Linked DNA regions of Mus musculus: all the other regions are linked to region 1. The links are chromatin contacts, called in public Hi-C maps. All regions are on one chromosome and are shown on one strand. Each heading gives the region's core, a stretch centred on a gene start, on an enhancer-like site or on the middle of the called end of the contact. The rest is flanking DNA. Distances are from core to core; before and after follow the strand shown.

Region 1 (3,707 bases), core at 424-2,923:
TGAACAGTCATTCTCCTAAAAAGGCCTTTGCTCTTAGGGGTTCTCAGGAAAGACAGGCAGTATGATGGAGATGGTCCAGAGTCTCCCCACAGGAGGCTCTAGCCACTAGGGATGGAAAGGAAGGTAGGATTCTGACAGCAGATGAAGATAGTGCTTAGAAAGAACCTCTGGAGCCTTATTCTGGGTGAGGATCAATATTTGTGAGCCCAGGTGAGCAAAGATGGTGCATTCAATTTACTACAGAGATTCCCAGATGAATTCAAGACACGGACAAGGGGTGGGGAGAGAGAGAGAGAAGAAAGAAAGGAGGTAGGGAAGGAAGGAAGAAAGGAAAAGAGGAAGAGAGGAGAGAAAGAAGGAAGAAAAGAGGAGTAGAAAGAAAGGAAAGAAGGGATGGAGGGAGGAAGTGAGGAAAAAGTAAAAGGAAAGAGAGAACAAAAGAGGAAGGAGGAAGAGGAAAATGAGGGAGACAGTAAAAAAGGAGGAAAAGGAGGGGATAAGGAGATAAAGTAGAGAAGGGAGGGAAATAAGGAAGGGAGAAACGGAGGCTAGAAATGGAGGAAAGAGAAAGAAAGAAAGAGAGAGAGAGAGAAAGAAAGAAAGAAAGAAAGAGAGAGAGAGAGAGAGAAAGGGAGAAAGAAAGAAGGGGAGAGCCTGGCAGTGGTGGCACATGCCTTTAATCCCAGCACTCGGGAGGCTGAGGCAGGTGGATTTCTGAGTTCGAGGCCAGCCTGGTCTACAGAGTGAGTTCCAGGACCATCAGGGCTACACAGAGAAACTGTGACTTGAAAAACCAAAACCAAAACAACAACAAAAAGAAAAAAGAAAAGGAAAGGAAAGGAAAAGAAAAAGAAAAAAAAAGAAAAAGAAAAAGGAAAAGGAAAAGAAAAAGAAAAAGAAAAAGAAAAAGAAAGGGGTGGGGGGAGAAAGAAAGGAAGAAAGGGAAGGAGGCTCATTTGAGGCTATTTTGGCTGCCTGTCTAGACACAATGATGTGAGCATTCAGAGCTGCCTGGAGCCATACATGACAGAACCAGGGGCTAGATGTCTGGCATCTGCTCAGCTGAGGAGTAAGTAGAACAATGCCACAGAAAGAACTGAGGCCTAAAGACCTTCCCAGCAACCCCAGGGAAGGAAAGAAGTCATACAATAGCGCGTACAGCCTGGAAGAGCTACTCAGAGGGTCAACGTTTCTGTCAGCGGTCTCTCTCCACTTGTGGTCAACCAGAAATCTATTTTTCAAAATTCCTATCTATCTCTCTTCTATTACATGGTGTAAAGAACACCAAACATCACCACAAAGTGTGGTTATTTTTTTTTTTAATCTTTAATGCTAAGCTTCACAATGCACATGACATTAACTGTTGGGGGCAGCAGCAGTTTCCAAGAAGTTGATGGTCACCCCCAAAGTAGCAGAAGCTGGAGTTCAAGGGAAGGTCCTCGTGACCTCTTATTGGGAGAGATGCCATAGATACTGACGATGTTGTAAACAGACAAGACAAACTACAACATTAAAATACTCAGCAGATCTGGACGGGAAAGGCAGATCAAGTGTCCCATGAGAGAACGTTACAGGCTTGCGAGGTGGATTTGCCATTCGACTACCTCTCTCATGGGTCCAACTGAGCTAGCACAGTGCGCTCAGGCCCATGTTTATCTGGAGCAGCAGAAGAAAGGCAGCTGGTCTGAATTAAGTTCTGCCTTCTGAGGCCCTTGTGCATAGAGTGGGAGTCAGGGGTGGGGACAGCATGGGCGGCAAGCCCAGGACTTGTGGAGATGGGGCATATGGCCACAGTGCGTCATTATAGAGCGGGGTCACAATGTGTTGGCAAAGCCACTGAACTTAAACAATAATAGTGTGAGACACATCAAGAATAAAGCTCAGGCTTAGGGATTGCTGGTAGATCTTGAAGAATATAGAAAAATCAAATCTTGGAATAATTTTCATGGCTTTGGAGCACAGAATGCTATCATCCTGTCTGAGGAAAACATTGAGCATGGCCCTTTATATGCATCTATAGACCAAGATGGGTCCTAGGCAAATGAGCTGAGAGAATCTATGAAGTGGAATATGAGTACTAGAAATTTGTGAACTTCAACAGTGGTTTTGTCTGAGCCCCAGCCATTTCTGTAGTTAATCATCCAGGAAAGCAGGGACTGGCACTCTCGCTTCTATCCAGCGACACTGAGATGCTGAGCCTGTGAACCGCTTTTATCCTTGTTAATAGGAACAAGTGCCTATTTAAAGGTCTGAACCAGAGGTAGGTGATCAGACCAGTGATGATCTGACCTTGGGGAGACAGTATCAAAGAAACCGAATTCTACTCTAAACCCATAAGTTGATCATCTTCAAAAAGAACACGCAGTGGCTCAGACGCTGACGATCATCCGGTGGCAGATAACAGCGTTCTGACAACCTTCTTAGGAGTGATGTGTAAAAAAAAAAGTTAAAGATGGGGGAGGACAGTAGTCTATCATCCTGGGATAGTGTTCATGACAGAGAGGGGAAGTTGACCTTAGACTTGGATGCAAAGAATATAGCTTAATCCAATGGTAACCATAGACAAGGACTATGGAACTCAGGCACTCACTGAGACCATATCCTGAAAAGAGAGGCTTTTCAACCCACAGGAAAGAGTGCACATCAAGAGTGCTCTGTGATGATCTCACCAGAAAGAGGATCAGATTTAGCTGTCAATGTTAGATTCTGGATTTATTTTATTGGGACCCCAAATACAGATGCATCTTTCTAAAACCCAAATTAAACTGGACAACCAACTTCAGTAACACATATCAAGTACATGAAGAATTGTGAGAATTGTGTTCATGTGTGGATATTCATGTGCTCTCTCTCTCTCTCTCTCTCTCTCTCTCTGTGTGTGTGTGTGTGTGTGTGTGTGTGTGTCTTTGTCTGTGTCTGTGTCTGTGTCTGTGTCTGTGTCTGTGTCTGTGTAACTACATGTACATGTATGTGTATGGTGCTCTGAGGCCAACCTTGTGTATTCAACTTCTAGAGCTGTCCCTCTTGATTTTTTTTCTGAGATAATGTTTCTCCTTAGAATTAAGGAACCATCTTGGGGAGAAGACGTTGAAGGGCAGGGGGCCATCTTTCAAAACTGACCCCAACCTCTAGCATTGTCATCTTAATATCAACCTAAAGAGGGTAGACTGAGTTCCCGAGAAAGCCTAGGAGAATGGAACTGATAGCATAGCCAGGGAGGATGCTGCAGAAATTATCATATGCTAATACGAAAGGGTGGGCTGAGGCTGCCAAGACAGAGGAGAGCATCCTCCTACTCAGTCTCTAGCTTGGGGTCTCAGATAGACTTACAGTTAGTGTAACAATGATGGTGGTATAAATAACAATATATAGCAGCAGTATCCTCTCTATAACAACAACAATTCAGAGAGGGGGTCCGAGAAAGAGACAGAGACAGAGACAGAGACAGAGACAGAGACAGAGACAGAGAGAAGCCTGCAGGTCACAATCTTCTTAACAATTCACACTGCCTCTCCCTCAAATTCCCTCTTGGGCTTCTGCAGTGACTCCTGAACCAATGAGTCATTTCAATCGGAATGTTAATGTGTTTGACATGTGTCAACATCACCCTAAAAAAAATATTGGGTTGCTTGACTGGCACACATAGCACAGAGGAACCTGACAATGTGCGTGTTTGTCTGGGCCTTACATTTACAAGCCTTGTACAA
Region 2 (3,707 bases), core at 592-3,091, 1.4 Mb before region 1:
GGATGCTCGGGCCCGGAATGAGTCCTTATACTAAGTTGGTGTTCCCTAGCTTTGTGCTTTACAGGTCCTCCCGAGGATGGCACCGGAGCTCTGCATTGGCCCCGGGATCATCTTTTTGATCGCTTTGAATAACTGGTAGGCATTGACTGGTCTTTAGTTTGGAAAGATTTTTTTCCCACCTTTTGGTTAGAAGTCAGATAGTACCATCATGTAGCCAAAACAAACCAAACAACACCCCTCCCCCCAAAACAAAACAAAACAAAAAACAAAAACCAAATCCAATGAGGCTGTCTGGTTATTGTTTCTGTAGCCTGGGAGCAGAAAAAGATATCACAGACAGGGACTGGAGGGACTTGAACCGTTAGCCCTTGTATGACTCAGATCACAGTTGTTTCATTAGGACCCTCGCTCATGAAACTCCTGGTTTGCAGGGCTGTCTGCTGTATTAAGACTAAGTGTCCAGGTTTGCAGCCCCTCTCCTCTGGAATACGCGAGAATGAGTCAATGCTGGCGTGTGATTTTATCAGCACCCAGAGGGTCAGCACCTTGACTGGAGGCTCTTGGGACATAGAAGGAAGAAAACTAGTGGAATGACAGTTAACTTGTTCAGTGACCTAGGGCAGGCCACTTTAGTATTTTAAATATAAGGCTCTTCATTTGTAAAATGTAGAGACTCTCTGTCTCTTAAAACATTTCGAAGTTACATTTATTTGTGTGTGTGTGTGAGAGAGAGTGTATGTGTGTGTGTGTGTGTGTGTGTGTGTGTGTGTGTGTGTGAGAGAGTGTGTGTGTGTGTGTGTGTGTGTGTGAGTGTGTGTGTGTGTGTGTGTGTGTGTGTCTGTGTGTGTGTATGTGTGTGTGTGTAAGGATAACTTTAACAGTCTCTTCTCTTTCTACTGTATGGGTCTCTGGGATCCAGCTGTGGTCATCAGGCACAATGGTGAGCGCTCTCACTTCCTGAGCCGTCTCAGTGACCCCCACATTGGCCTGTTACACATGGGGTTGCGTAGGCTCGGCTGACTTTGAGTGCAGAGACCTAAGCACATGCTACCATTCCCAGCTCTGTGTCTGTTGTGCATGGACCAATTAATGGATGGAAGCATGATAAGGCAGAGTCCCTTAGGATCAGGGTGCTTACGGCTGTGTGTGGAGGAAAATAACCTCTCAGCTGTAGGAAAGAGCCCTGAAGGTTAGAAGAGAAGGGAGAGTGTTTTCATTCCTTCCGTAGATGGAACATTCTAGGCCACTCTTGATAGCTTTTTCACTAGGGCTGCTGAGGTTGCTTCAGGCCTAGGCCCCAGTGTTCAGAAAGGGAGCCAGATGTTGAGGGACTAGACTATGTGATGTACAGCTGGTTTGGTGGCCACATAATGCCAGTGGGCTCAGCGGCCCACTAGCCCTTTCGGCCTGAGAGAGTGAGACTAGGTGTATCAGCAAGCTCTGGGTTTGACTGAGAGTCCCTGCCTCAGTGAGTATGGTAGATCGATGGGGGTGTTTCCTGATAGTGACCAAGGACCTACACACACACACACACTCTCTCTCTCTCTCTCTCACACACACACATGTGCCCACATTTATGCAAATATACACATATACTTGTGCACCATACATACACACTTAAAAATGGGAAGAGAACAAAAACAAACAAAAGGGCCTCTCACTGTTAGCCACTCGTGTCCTCAAGGATGACCCTCCCAAACTTTTGCATTCCCCCTCCCCCGCAAGCCCCCCCCCCCATCTTGTCCTCTAACTGCATTGCGCTCTCTTATGTGTGGCCGGCCGTGATGTAGAGTAACCAGCTGTACTCTCTCAGCTCGGCAGCTGGGTTTAAGAAGCTCGTCTCGGCCGAGAGATCATCAGTGTATTCAAAGAAAGAAACAAAACAGGACCAAACAAACCCCATGCCATTACAGCTTTATCTGTTAGTGAAGACATTTCCCTTCCGAGTTCATGTACGGTTACCAAACTGAGTATCGGGTACATCGGGGAGCGCTGTAACACATCCATTCCAAGAGACGTCTCAGCCAGGAGCCAAGTCAGATTTTTGGCAAGAGACACCATCTTTTCTGCCTGCAGAGCTGATGTCTACGTGCACGAGACTCCTTTTTCACCAAGTGTAATTGCTGCTTGGCCAGCGTCCCCTGCCTCTTGTCCTTCCTTTGTATTTTTCTCTCGGTCAGGGATGGAGCCAGTTAACACTTGTGCGTCATCGCCAGGCACTCTGAGACCGACTAACCAGACTGTACACGTATACGCCATATCTGTCGCATGGTCCTTCCCTATTTATTTAGTATTCATTTCCTGTCACTGCAGTGAAAGAGTATCATGTACCCACTGGCTTAAAACAAACTAGGTTTCTGCACCTCAGATAACAGAGGTCAGAAGTTAAGTTCGTCTCACTGGGCTAAAGTCAAGGTGCTAGCAGGGCTGGTCCTTCTGGAGGCTTTGGGGTGGGGGTTGGGGTACCCATTTCCTTCTCTTTCCTAAAGCTCCTAGCGGCTGCCTGTGTCCCTTGGTTCATAGCCCTATCCTCCACCCTCTAACTTTCCAGTACATTGCTCCAGCTACCTTTTCTCCCAGAGTGGTCTAGCTATTCAGTGCCTCCATCTATCAGCTATTGTGATTATATCCAGTATTTCTCCTCTCCCTCCATAATCCAAGACCATCCTTCCTCCATTTTAAGACCCTTCATTTGACCCCATTGCCAAAATCCACTTTGCTGTGTCAGGTGACAATCCTAGAGATCAGGATGTCAACATCCTCCGAGGAGGGACATTACTGTACCTGGACAATAATGTATTAATGCGTTGTCCCAGAACCTTAGCATCAGATTATCAGGTACACTTCTTGTCCTGGCAACAAATCCTGGTAGAAGTGATTCTAGGCTCAGGGTTCTAGAAGGTACAGTTCACCATAGTGGGGAAGGCTCGGGGACTGAAGAGCTTGCCGTATGCCTTGTTTACATCTCGATGGATCAGGAAACTGACCTGCTGGAAGTGCAGTCGGATTCTGGTCCTCAAGGCCTGCCCCTCAGGGCTGACCTGTCTTCTGTCAGCAAGATCCTATGTCCAAAGGGCTCTGTAACCTCTCAAAACAGAATCACCAGCTGGGAGCCAGGTGTTCAGCCACCTGTCTGTGGGGGTCGTTTCACATCTGGATTGTGATAACTTGGAGAACTTCTGTCCCTCTCTATTTCTTTCCTCAATGAATCTCTGGACTGGGAAATTTTGTCTAGAAAAGCTATGTCTGAGTTTTGGGAGCAGTTTCCTGGCATCGCAGCTATACCAGTTTGATATCTTGAGAGCAGGAAGGTCCATATAGACCTAAAACTTGTGCTATCTTGTCTGCTGCTGAGTCCCTTGGAATCCAGTGATTGGTGTGGGTGATCATGTTTATGTGAGAATGTGCATGTGGGTTTGCACATTTATGTGTGTGTGGTGTGTACATGTGTGTGTAATGGGGATGCCTGTATATAGGAATATGTATACATGCATGTGTTTATGTAGTATGTGTGTGCCTGTGTGTATTGTGTATGGTGTGTGTGCATGTGTACATATACGTGTAGTGTGTGCATGTATATAGTGTGTGCACATGTGTGTAGACTGTGCGTCTGTGTATAGTGAATATGTACATGTATGTAGTGTGTATGTGCCTGTGTGTGGTCTGTTTGTATGTGTGTATGGTATGTGTGTGCATGTGTACATATG
Region 3 (3,707 bases), core at 658-3,157, 1.1 Mb before region 1:
AGAGCTGGGCCATTCCAGAAAACAGAATTGTGTGGACTGTGTTTCAGTAATACTATCATTTTCCCCCCTTCCTTGGACACTCAGAATTTATGAACTATGACCCAGTTTATCCTGAGAAGCTCTCTGTGGATCCAGGAGGGTGGAAGAATGGATGCCGGTCTCCAGACAGCAAATATAAGGCCCTTCACAGGGCCTTTTGCCTTGTCCCAGATGTGTAAAGCTCCTGTCACCCTATTGGAAGGCTGGATCCAGCCCATTAGCTCCACCCCCACCCCTCACCCCTACCCTGTCACAGGCAGTGCTGGGGTATTGACTTTCCTAGAACATTTCAACTTGAGTTCTTAAGCCCAGCAGTTTATAAACCAAACACACATTAATTAATATGAATAATGACTTGGAAGAGTCACAGGCCCCCAGAAGAAGAATGTATAAATGGACATATTTGCACATATGCTTTTGTGTCCAAAAGGAGATAAATGGTGTGTTGAACACAATCCCGTCTCCTCCGTGAAGGGCTATTATTGTCCCCGTTTTTTTTTTTTTTTTTTTTTTTTTTTTCCGACTCCCCCAAGTACAATAGGCCAGGCACATTTCACACAAGGCAGCTTCCCGCCCCAATCTCCAGAACTTCAAAGTTAAAAGATCTTTAAAAATAAATAAATAAATAACCAACACAGGTCTTATTTTTGAAAGCTCTGGATTGTAAATGAAGTCTAATTATCTACCTTCCCCGTGGCTGGAGGGAGGAGGCAGACAGAATATTCTGCCCTTCTCTTTGTATTATTTCCTTCTAAATGAACACACTTGCCAAGTGTTCAAGGCGACTTCTGCCACTACTGCACCTTATCTAAGTAGCCTGCTTTCTAGAAGGAAGGCAGGCAGCATCCTGCCAGGCAGACCCTTGTCCAGTGACTTTCCTATCAGCCCTGTTCTGGATAAGAGCAGCATAAATAAGCTCACACACACACACACACACACACATACACACACACACACACACACACACACACACACACACACACACACACACACTCCTTTCCCTGGAAAATCATCTTCTCTTTTTAAGGATCTGGGATGGGGGGTTTAGCTCAGAAGCCAGTGAATGTGAGCATTAATATCCAAGCCCAGAGAATCACTGCCTGACAGTGTTGCCTGACAGTGGCTTGCCTAAAAAGAGCAGGCTTCTTTCTCATTCCTGCCTAGGGAAGTTGGCGGGTCCTGCGGTCAGCAACACCCTCCTTCCCAGTCCTGGACGTGCCTTCCAGATCTTGCTAGCACACACACACAGCATGTAGACTGAAGGCTGGAAGGCGCCCCAAACATTTGGCCAGGAAGAGGCAAACAATTCCAGCTGGCCCACGTGCTGCGCTTTAAAAATTACCCAGATGAACTGATTTTGTAAAGAGCGGGTGGAGGGGACTCCAGGGCTGGGGGGGGGGTGTGGAGGGGACTCCAGGGCTCTGGGGGGTGTGGGGGGGTGTGGGGGATCAGGGTGCCGATTCAGCCTCTACTTAGTCACAAGCAAGTCATGATTCTGAGACAGGCAAGGGTTGGCTCTGCAGAGCACATTGCCTTGGCTGAATGCAAGAGACAAGAGATGATCTGGTAGGAAGGTTTACCACCTTGGCCTGGCCCCTTCCAGACCCCTCACACCACAGGGTCTGCTTGAGGATGACGTTGGTTTGCCAAAGAGGTATGTCTTCGCCAACAGCTGCCTCCCAGAGCCAGAAACAAGAGGTTTCGAGTTTGGGTGGGGGGGGGGGGGGCAGGGCTTCTGTGGACGTGAAAAGGCTGCCTCAGAACTGTAAGGCATCTCTCCAAATGTGCTTGGACTCCCTGCTCTCTCGTTCCCCCACGGACGACTGACAGGCCGCATTCTCTTGGCCCCATGCCCAAGTGAGTTCTTGGCACACATCAACATTGTACATCGCTTTTGCTTCAGAGAAAAGTCGGCTCGGTGACTTAGCCGCTCTGTCGAGCCGGAAGTCTCGCTCCTGTGCTCCTAAAATTTCATATTAACCTGAGAAAGAGAAGAAGAAAAAAATGAAAGGGAATCTTTCACTCTTTTTTTATTTTACTCTGTCCAGTCCTCAGAGGTGGGCGCTCAGAATCTCCCCAGTCCTACCCACCTACTGGAATACCCTGTGACCGGCAAGGGACCGTGTGTCTCACTGCCACACCTGTCCAGTTCCAGCAATGTCACGTTCACCAGCTGGCTCCTGTTAGAAGGTTGAAGCTGATTAATTATAACTTACCAGAGGCCTGTTCTACAGTAAGACTCGGGCCCTGTCTGTTCTGTACCACTGTGGAACACACAGGAGAAGCAAGATTCTTCTAACGAAGACAAGGTGATCTCAGATGAAGAGGTCAGCCCAGATAGCATTGCTTGCTACCTGTCCACCCAACCATGAGCAAATGTGTAGGCTGGACCAGCCCGTGTTCTGATAGAAGAGAACACTAGCGATTTCTCTGTGTGCTGCTCTGTTTAAAGGAACAAGTAACGGTAATAATATCTGAATATAAATTAATTTTGAAAGGATTGGGGAGGTGGCTCAGCAGGTAAATTGTTTGCTGAATAAGCATGAGAACCTGAGGTCAGATCTCCAGAACCCACTTAAGAAGGCTGAGCACTTGGCTCCAGCTGAGGAAACCTAGGTAGAGATAGAGACAGATCCTAGGGTCCCTGGCAGCCAACTGAGCTGAAATGGCGCATACTGAATCAAAGGGGTAGGGGAAGGCATGTATAGAGAGTAGTAGAGGAAGACATCTAATGTTGACTCTGTGGGGAATTGGTGTGAACATCACGTGCACACGCATACATATACACACTACAAATGCACACAAATATAAAACCGTACTGAAGAAAAAGCAAAGACGGGAGAGGTGGCTCAGCATCAAGAGTGCTCATTGCTCTTCTTTTAAATGACCCACGTTTGCTTTCCAGCTCCCGTAGTAGGCAGCACATAACCACCTGTAACTCTAGCTCCAAGAACTCTGACATGCTCCTCTGGCCTCTGCAGGCAGCTACATACCCATCGCGCGCATGCACGCACACACGCACACTCTCGAGTGCACACACACACTCACACACAAATTTTGGCCAAGCCACTATAGATCTAATTTTAAATGCAAAGTCTGAGTTATGCCCAGGAACCACGGATATTTATTTAGAGCAACTGACCATCGTGGGGGGGGGGGGGGCACAGATACAACTGGCAAAGGCAACCAACAGGCCCCGTCTCGGACAAGTGCCAGGGTACTCTGGTTCCCGTCTTGTAGATGTGTCCCAGCTGCACCCTCTCCTGGGAGTGCTTTGGAAGATGGCTAGTGTGCTCAGCTCATTAAATCTGTGTGTCTCTGATGTGAGGTTTTGCAGATCCCTGCAAACAAGCCCCCAGCGGGTCACATCGGGTCCCTTATCCTTGAGGAAACAGGCACATGGCATCTGTGTTTCAGTGGACATCCTATCTGGGGCTGCACCAGCATCCTGCCGTGGTCCTGTCCCTCCCTAGTCAAGCCTGCACAAATGATGTCTCCTGATACTGCATGTGGAAAGCATGCAGAAACCGCATGTGGTGTCATGGAATTGAGACATGATGCACGGAGGTGATGGCGGAGGAGGCGGCTGCTGCTGCTGCTGCTGCTGCTCCTGCTGCTGCTCCTCCTCCTCCTCCTCCTCTTCTTCTTCCTCCTCCTCTGTGGGCTGC

What was found. Hi-C and Micro-C count contacts between places; a contact is called where the count stands out from the background.
Region 2: a contact with region 1 is called in a Hi-C map of uterus, with 2.7 times the contacts expected there. The contact joins two enhancer-like sites. A contact is called at or near these places in 1 of 15 datasets of contacts at CTCF or cohesin (the NIH/3T3 cell line), 1 of 484 Hi-C or Micro-C datasets (uterus), 2 of 115 datasets of contacts at active chromatin or transcription factors (astrocytes and fibro-adipogenic progenitors) and 1 of 9 other capture datasets (embryonic stem cells).
Region 3: a contact with region 1 is called in a Hi-C map of uterus. The contact joins two enhancer-like sites. A contact is called at or near these places in 3 of 484 Hi-C or Micro-C datasets (adipose-derived mesenchymal stem cells, bone marrow-derived macrophages and uterus).

Annotation. Positions count from the first base shown.
Region 1 is chr8:115,857,913-115,861,619 of GRCm38.p6, forward strand. The region is part of intron 1 of Gm31037 (a long non-coding RNA gene); the gene reads left to right. Among named protein-coding and RNA genes, the nearest start is that of Gm31037, 3.5 kb to the left of the region's middle. Within about 2 kb of position 1,674, at least 5 of the 459 cell types and tissues checked have an H3K27ac peak or open chromatin away from gene starts, as enhancers often do. A contact at or near this core is called in uterus, where this site is marked.
Region 2 is chr8:114,456,485-114,460,191 of GRCm38.p6, forward strand. All of the region lies in intron 4 of Wwox (WW domain-containing oxidoreductase), which reads left to right. Among named protein-coding and RNA genes, the nearest start is that of Wwox, 19 kb to the left of the region's middle. Within about 2 kb of position 1,842, at least 14 of the 459 cell types and tissues checked have an H3K27ac peak or open chromatin away from gene starts, as enhancers often do. A contact at or near this core is called in uterus, where this site is marked.
Region 3 is chr8:114,772,399-114,776,105 of GRCm38.p6, forward strand. The region is part of intron 8 of Wwox (WW domain-containing oxidoreductase); the gene reads left to right. Among named protein-coding and RNA genes, the nearest start is that of Gm16118, 66 kb to the left of the region's middle. Within about 2 kb of position 1,908, at least 58 of the 459 cell types and tissues checked have an H3K27ac peak or open chromatin away from gene starts, as enhancers often do. A contact at or near this core is called in uterus, where this site is marked.